Regions from separate parts of the Zea mays genome. Here region 1 is linked to region 2. Evidence: chromatin contacts called from public Hi-C data. All regions are on one chromosome and are shown on one strand. The core of a region is the stretch at or near the end of the contact, and the rest is flanking DNA. Distances in the headings are between cores, read along the strand shown. Region 1 holds the start of LOC542560 (oxo-glutarate/malate transporter1). Region 2 has its middle 160 kb from the start of LOC542560.

Region 1 (3,616 bases), core at 5-2,504, 160 kb after region 2:
TATAGAAACGCAAAATGTGACCTCTTCGTAATGGCAAAAGATTAAATGTTTTAAGAAAATGGCAAGTGTGTATCATTATACCGTAAGCAGCAGCGTGCCGGCCATGATCGTCTCCTCCTTGCTCATGGGTCCCATCTTGGCGAGCCGCTCCTTGGCCAGGCGTGGCGCATCGGGGCTCGCCTTCACCTCCGGCGGGTAGATCACATACAGAATGAGCGGCACGAGCACGAGCGACAGCAGCCCCGGCACAATGGCGGCCTTGGCCCAGAGCGTCCACCCGATCCCCTCGCCGATAGTGGCAGCTGTGAGGTTGGCCGAGAGCGGGTTGGCCGCCATCGCAGTGAGGAACATGGCTGACGAGACGACGGAGGTCTGAAAGCACGTGAGCATGAGCCAGGCTCCGAGCCGGCGCTCCGTGCCGTCGCCGGCGCGCGAGCCGCATGCCTCACAGAGAGACTTGACGAGCGGTAGGAAGATGCCGCCAGCGCGCGCCGAGACGGAGGGGATGGCGGGGGCGAGGAGCGCCTCGGCGAAGACGAGCGAGTAGCCGAGGCCGAGGGAGGAGGACCCGAAGGCGGCGACGAAGGCGTAGGCGACGCGGGAGCCGAGGCCGGTCTTGATGAACCCCCTCGCGAAGAAGAAGGCGAGCGCGATGAGCCAGGGGATCGGGTCGCCGAAGGCCGAGAAGGCCGCGGCGAACGTGAGCGTGCGGCTGAGCACGGCGGCGCCGAGGCCGAGGAGGGCGACCGCGCCGAGGGGCAGCGGCTGGGTGATGATGCCGACGATGGTGGAGAGGAAGATGGCTAGGAGCTGCCACGCGTTGCGGGGCACGCCGGCGGGGGGCGGGATGAGCCAGATGAGGACGCCAGTCGCGATGGAGGCCAGGAGCGGCTTGATGGCCGCGCCCTGCAGCGCGGGCTTCTTCGGCGGGGCGGCCGGTGCTGGAGCCGGCGCTGGAGCCGGTGCTGGAACCGGCACTGGATCCGGCGCTGGAGCCGCGGCGGCGGAGGCGGAGGCGGGTACGGGGGTGAGACCGCGACGGGAGGATGCGGATGCGGCGGGGGGTGGGGCCAGCGAGTGCTTGGAGGGGAGGGAGTGGGAAAGGGAGGTGGGCTTAGAGGAAGAGGAGGAGCGGCGGCGGAGGGAGATGGAGAGGGACGGGAGGCGAGGGCGGGCACCAACGCTGCCGAGGTGGTGGCAGGTGAGCGGCGAGGCCGCGGTGGAGGACGCCATGGCGGCGGTGAGACAAGTGGTGGTGGGACTGGGAATGGAAGGTGGTGGGTGAGGACTGAGGGTGGGGTTTAAGTGGATGGACGGTGGAGATGGCGGTGGGTGCCCGGAGCATTGGTCGTATCGAATCGGAGACTGGTCTTCGTGGACCCGGCGTTGGTGCACCGGTGATCAGTGGGTGTAGTGACACGTGTGCATGCTGCGGGGAGATTGTTTTAGGTTTCGATAGAGAAAAGAGAGGTCTTTAAACTTGTACGTCACATGCAAAGCTTGTAACGATACGAGGTGCAGGTGCAGGTGCAGGTGCAGGTGCAGGTGCAGAGTTGTAGTGCTAGTGTGCTACTTGGTGCTATAGATGGCTAAATGGGCGGCCCGGCACGGCACGATTAGGACACGGTCTGTTTAGCACGATTATTAGGCGTGACATGCTGGCACGGTACTAGTGCCTGAACCCAGGCTCAGGCATGGCACTAAGACTCCTTAGCCGTGTCGTGCCGGCACGGTAGGCCCGGGCAGCCCGTAGTGCCAGGACCGGACCGAGCACTACACCAAAAATCACAAAATAACAGTTACATATGCATTCACAAAACACAGTTAAACATACTAAAATAGCTAATATTGAGCTGTTTAGTGCAATGGCTGCCTCATTAAAAACCTATCTAGGTAAAAACTCACCCTTGTGAGAAAACCCTAGATAGGAAAAAAGAGTACAGCCCACAGCTCATTTAGTGTTCTTACATATCACAGAGTCACAGACATTGTTTACACTGTACAGTTTAGTTACAGGCACATCAGCTGAAATATGATCAAACTAGCTAAATAAGATCAGTCTTCGACATGTGGTTGTGGATCAGTAGGTGTCTGAGATTGAGATGCATGAGAGGACCCTGGAGTGTCAACTGGAACTTGTTCATCATCAAGATATAGATCAGAGAATGAGTCAAGTTCTTTGTTCTCAACAGTGTGTTGGGTCCTTGCATTCCCTTCCTCCCAGTCCTTGATGCAGGTCAGCATCTCGACCATCTCCGAGGTCAGTCGACGCTCCTCGATAATCCTGCCAGTGAGACTGAAAGCACTTTCTGATGAAATGGTAGAGACAGGCATAGTTGGTACATCCTTAGCCAACATAGAAAGAGATGTGTCCTATTATCCTTTTTTTCAATTAGCCTTAGTTCTATTATCCTTTTTTTCAATTCCCATGCAGAATTAACATAATGTACAACAACACTCAAGTAATCCTCTTTAGCATTCCCAGACCATATATCAGATGTCACAGCAACAGAAGAAATAGAATTTTTAAATGTGTCAACAAGCTTAGCACGTGAATCATTGTAATACTTTTTAATATCTCTAGTGGTTATTTGTCTAGAGATAGCAGAAAATCTAGGATTATGAGCCTTTTTAATGTACTCTTTAAAAGCAGATGATTCAGCCAAGCAAATAGGTAGATCAAGCCGACATATCAAACGACACATCTCAGACCTAGCAACATCAGCATTGTACTCCCACAATCTAGCACTACCATAAGGATTAAACTGGAGCAGGGACTGGGCAAAGGCATTTCTGCCATGCTTCAGTTTGCATGCATTTCTATGCCGATTAAGATGACCAGTGCCACCAGAAGATTTAGCAGACAAAACACACTTGCAAACTTTGCACTTAGCCTGACACCTGACCCTCACACCATCAACAACCTTATATATTTTGTCAAATTCATTCCACACATCAGATGTGGAAGCTCTATTTCTTACCCGAGAACTAGTAGGTGTGTCTGCCTCAACATCGGCCACAGCAGTGTCAGGATCTATGTTGATGGGCTCCGTTGAAGGAACAGCAGCCTCACTGCCACCAGTTTGGGCAGGCACGGTGTCGTCGTCGGCCATTAAGCACAGATCATAGAGCACAGGCCACCAGATTAAGGACTTACCAAAGTCGGAGCACCAGATCGGTCCCTCACGGCTAAAATCACAGAACACAAGGTAGTAGAGTAGATTAGGGTTTGAACCAACACAGATCACAAATACAAGCACTGGATTAAAAACTTACCAGAGTCGGAGCACTAGACCGGTCCCTCACGGGCGGCTCAACACACAGAACACAAGGTAGTAGAGTAGATTAGGGTTTGAACCAACACAGATCACAAATACAAGCACTGGATTAAGCACTTACCAAACCCAGAGCACCAGATCGGTTCCTCACGGCGGCTATAATCAGAGAAGGTATTATAGTAGATTAGGGTTTAGGGTTGGTACACAGATCACAAGAACAAACACCAGTTATGATACACAGATCACAAGAACAAGCACCGGAATAAGAACTTACCAGAGCCAGAGCACCAGATCGGTCCCTCACGGGCGGCTAAAATCACAGAACACAAGGTAGTAGA
Region 2 (3,720 bases), core at 963-3,462:
AATATTGTAGAGTTTGCAATTTGTTCTTACAACTCTCAATTTGCTTATTTTTGACTCTGAGCACATACTCACAATTGTATGCTAGATCAAAGTGATGTGTTAGGCACTTAATCACCAAAACACTTAGAAATGGTCCAAGGGCACATTTACCTTTCAGCAAGAAAGAAAAAGAAAAGATAACAATATCCTTGCATCATTTGTAAATCATATGTGTAAACTTTGTGGGCATGCTTGTAATTTTATACGAAGTTGTACCTTACCCCTATAAATAGGTGAAAAGTGTCCTGCATAATACGAAGCTGAATGTATGTTTGTAAATTCGTGTAATACAAAGGAGGATGGAATAATAATTCTAAGGCTTAGGAGATGAGTTCCATACTTCATTGTTTATTATCATTTTGTTTAATATTGTTTCATTTGCATCTTCTTCTAAAGACCTTTGTTCTTAAGCTAACACTTTGAAGAAGTGGTAACTTAAGGACAAAGGTCCAGGCTTCTTAACTTGTGTTGCCTTGTTTTGATGCCATGTAGCAATTAAAAACAAGTGTTCAACATGTACGATTTCAAACCAAGATAAAAGGATTCTACCACCACATGTGGATTTCAATATTCTCATCCAAGAAATCAGTCCATGGCACCCTTCTAATTTATTGTTAATTTGATTTTTTGCCATTTTGTCAAAATGCTAATTCATAAAATGCTAACAGTCAATTTATTTGATCAGATACGAAAAAGTTAATGAAATTGAATTATGTTAATATGGTTAGAAAGAATATGGAGGATAAGATATAGAGGACAAAATTTAGAGGATGCTACTAGAGATGGTGAAAATATAAAGAACGGAACGAGTGTTCTGCAAATGACATAACATTTCTTTAGAGTATAAAATTTAGGGAAATTGCTGGAGACAGCCTTAGCGCTCTTTTGGTAAGTTTTCCGCACCCACGGCTCTAACAGCTTAGAGCAACTACAATAATTCTCTAAAAAAGTTTTCTAAACTCATGTTTAGTAAGTTGCTAAATAGCTATTTGGAGTAAAAATAGCTTGGTCTGGTTTTGGCAGGCCTGCTTCTATTGAACCTAGCTAGTGGTGAGGACGAGAGGAGAGGACGTCTAGGTCGGAGGAGAAGGCCAATCGGAACACCTTGTGAGGGAGCGGTAGTCCGGCGGCGCGGCGTATGGGGCAATTGTGGTCGGACTACGGAGAATAAGCTTGTGTCGCACGTGTTGCATCTGGCTGCCTCATTGTGCGGAAAAGGGGAGGAGAGCGTGTCGGACCTGGCTACATCGTTGTGCAGGAAAGATGAAAAATGGACACGTTGGTGCAAAGAAATTGATGCTAAATACATTTAGGAAGTGCCTATGAGTTGTTAAACCTAGAGAGTAAATAGGGTTGGATAGCAAGTAACTAAATTTAACGAATCTATTTTGAAGAAGGAGAATTATTAGAGAAGTATTTTCTGTTTATTTCTTAAATTGAAGATTTATGGATTGTTTAGAGAAATATTGGAGTAGCTTTTAGCGGACAGAGCCATTCTAAACATGACGCGAGCGAGGAGCCCTTTTAGCATTCAATTGGAAGGAGTTAGAGGTAGCTTAAAGGAGCTAGAGCCTAAAGAAACTAGCTCCATTTCGCGGGGCTCCGGCTCGGACACTGGAGTCGCACATGAGAAATCCTATCAAACGTGACTTTTTTGTCTGAAAGATGTTTTTTAACCTTTTAACTGTTATTAGTGGTTTAGCTAGTCATTTAAATTATAGGATAGCCAACAAAGAAATTATTTTACTTTTTATATTTATATCAAATAGCACTGGTATTAGATTGACTGATTGTGGCACTATCCTATCGTTAAGACACGTATAAAAATAGATGTTTCCCTCTTGCTATTATTTATTCTAGCTTTTCTTTGTAATATTATCTAAAATGGCTGATCTTTTTACATTTTATGTTGGGTGTAGTATAGTACCTATACAATCTAACATGCAGGGGTACCAAAGGCAATCCAAAACAGCTCGTATAGGTGTAGTAGAGTCTGGAGTCCGGACTCTGGAGAGCCGAGTCTCCCGACGGATGTGTTTTGGCTCAGCGTGATTCGGTCAGCCTTGGATCCATCTTCGTTCTGCGAGCCGCGCGTCAGGGGCTTCTCGATCATTCTACGCTGGTGCGGTGCGCCTTTCTTAAAGTCTTCCGTCTGGTTTGAGAATTTGAGAAGAGTTGCACATGCATTGTGTGGGCCCAGGGCCGGCTCTATATTTTCCCAAGGCCCTGAGCGACCAGGGCACTGTAGGCCCCTTTGATTTAATATTGCTTATTATTTGTAACACGACAATCAAAGAAGTAAACATTAATGCTATTATTTTTACTATCAGATGTGATACTACAAACCAAAAGAGTAGTAAATAAAATCAATTTGATTACTACTTACACCACGAAACATGACAATATGTAGCTGCATCAAAGTTCATTTCAAGCTTTTAACTTCTCAGATAGTCTACTTGGTCTCTACATATGTGAATGTGGACCCCTTTTTATTGTAGACCCTTAGCCATCGCCTCTGTTGCATAAACTCATAACCGGCCCTATGTGGGCCCGCCTGCTGCGGAACCCAGAATTGCTTCGTTCACGTGACTACTAACACTTCGACATCACGGTGAAAGTGCGAGCGGCTTCTTGGCCGTAACGTATCGTCGTTGATAGACGGAGCCAAGTCATGGCCGGGACCACATGTCAGCCGGTCAGCGGTGGCTATGTCCGTGGACCTTATAGTAGAGGATCCTGCTGAGGTGAAAATAGTTCTCTCCATGTTGTGCTCACCCACGTGTTGATGAGTCCCTCCAAGTCTTGAAGAAATCCGTCTAATAGATCCGTCAAGTTATGGTGAGGCCTTAAGGCGTAGCTAGTACTTAAACAAAAATGATTTGTCTTCCATTAATTGGTTCTAAGTGTTTCCACCGAGAAAATAGTGTGTTTGAAATCAGTGATAATAAATCTCATTCACATAGTGAAGAAAAGGCGATAAAATGTAGTCTAGTGTTGAAGAAAAAGACAAACGGTGAAACAGATGAGCGAGCGCTCGTTTCTGCTGCGAAAGGGCCTCTAACATAATGGTTGGGGTTTCAAGTAACATCTTTAGGTCTCATGTTCGATCTCCTCGGTAACAAATTTCTGGCTTGGTTAAAAAAATCCCTAGTTGTACCCCGCTCACGCCCGGGATCTAGTATTAGAGCTTTGAGGTAATATCTTCGTTAGCAGAGGAGAAAGGCATTAGGCTTTAGGTACCCGGACCTGTGCCTACATGATGTAGCGCTGATGCAGAGAACTGGTGATGTTGATTTCGTAGTCCTCCCTCCTAGATCAACTGTAACACCCTAGTGTCACCTAGGGTTCTCCTTAGAGCTGACTCAAATCCATTATCACATGTGAACCAAACTAAGGAAAGGACATCATAAATTGATAATAAAGGTTTAAGTAAGTCTTTTTCATCTTAAGAAATTCTCCTTAATCATGCCATGCACCTCAAGGCAAGAAGAACTCTCAAACCCTAAATAATCCTAAGTGGGCCATTTAAGCACATAAAGGGGATTTGAGAAAAGACTTGGGAAAAATAAATTTTTTTGATATGGACCAAATAACAAAGTTTTAGTGCACTAAATAACCAACAAAATATAGTAAGAAAGTTTAGCCAGTTGAATTTTCCAAAATCCCCAAATTAGCCCATGA

The links. Hi-C and Micro-C count contacts between places; a contact is called where the count stands out from the background.
Region 1: a Hi-C map of leaf shows a contact between it and region 2, with 4 times the contacts expected there. The contact joins the promoter of LOC542560 here to the enhancer-like site in region 2. A contact is called at or near these places in 3 of 25 Hi-C or Micro-C datasets (ear, leaf and tassel).

The regions. Positions count from the first base shown.
Region 1 is chr10:28,852,378-28,855,993 of Zm-B73-REFERENCE-NAM-5.0, forward strand. It overlaps LOC542560 (oxo-glutarate/malate transporter1), which reads right to left and starts at 1,255. Exons shown (of 3, transcript NM_001112100.1): 1 at 82-1,255. The coding sequence starts at 1,233.
Region 2 is chr10:28,692,034-28,695,753 of Zm-B73-REFERENCE-NAM-5.0, forward strand. No RefSeq gene overlaps it. Among protein-coding and RNA genes, the nearest start is that of LOC542560, 160 kb to the right of the region's middle. Within about 2 kb of position 2,213, at least 17 of the 20 cell types and tissues checked have an H3K27ac peak or open chromatin away from gene starts, as enhancers often do. A contact at or near this core is called in ear and leaf, where this site is marked.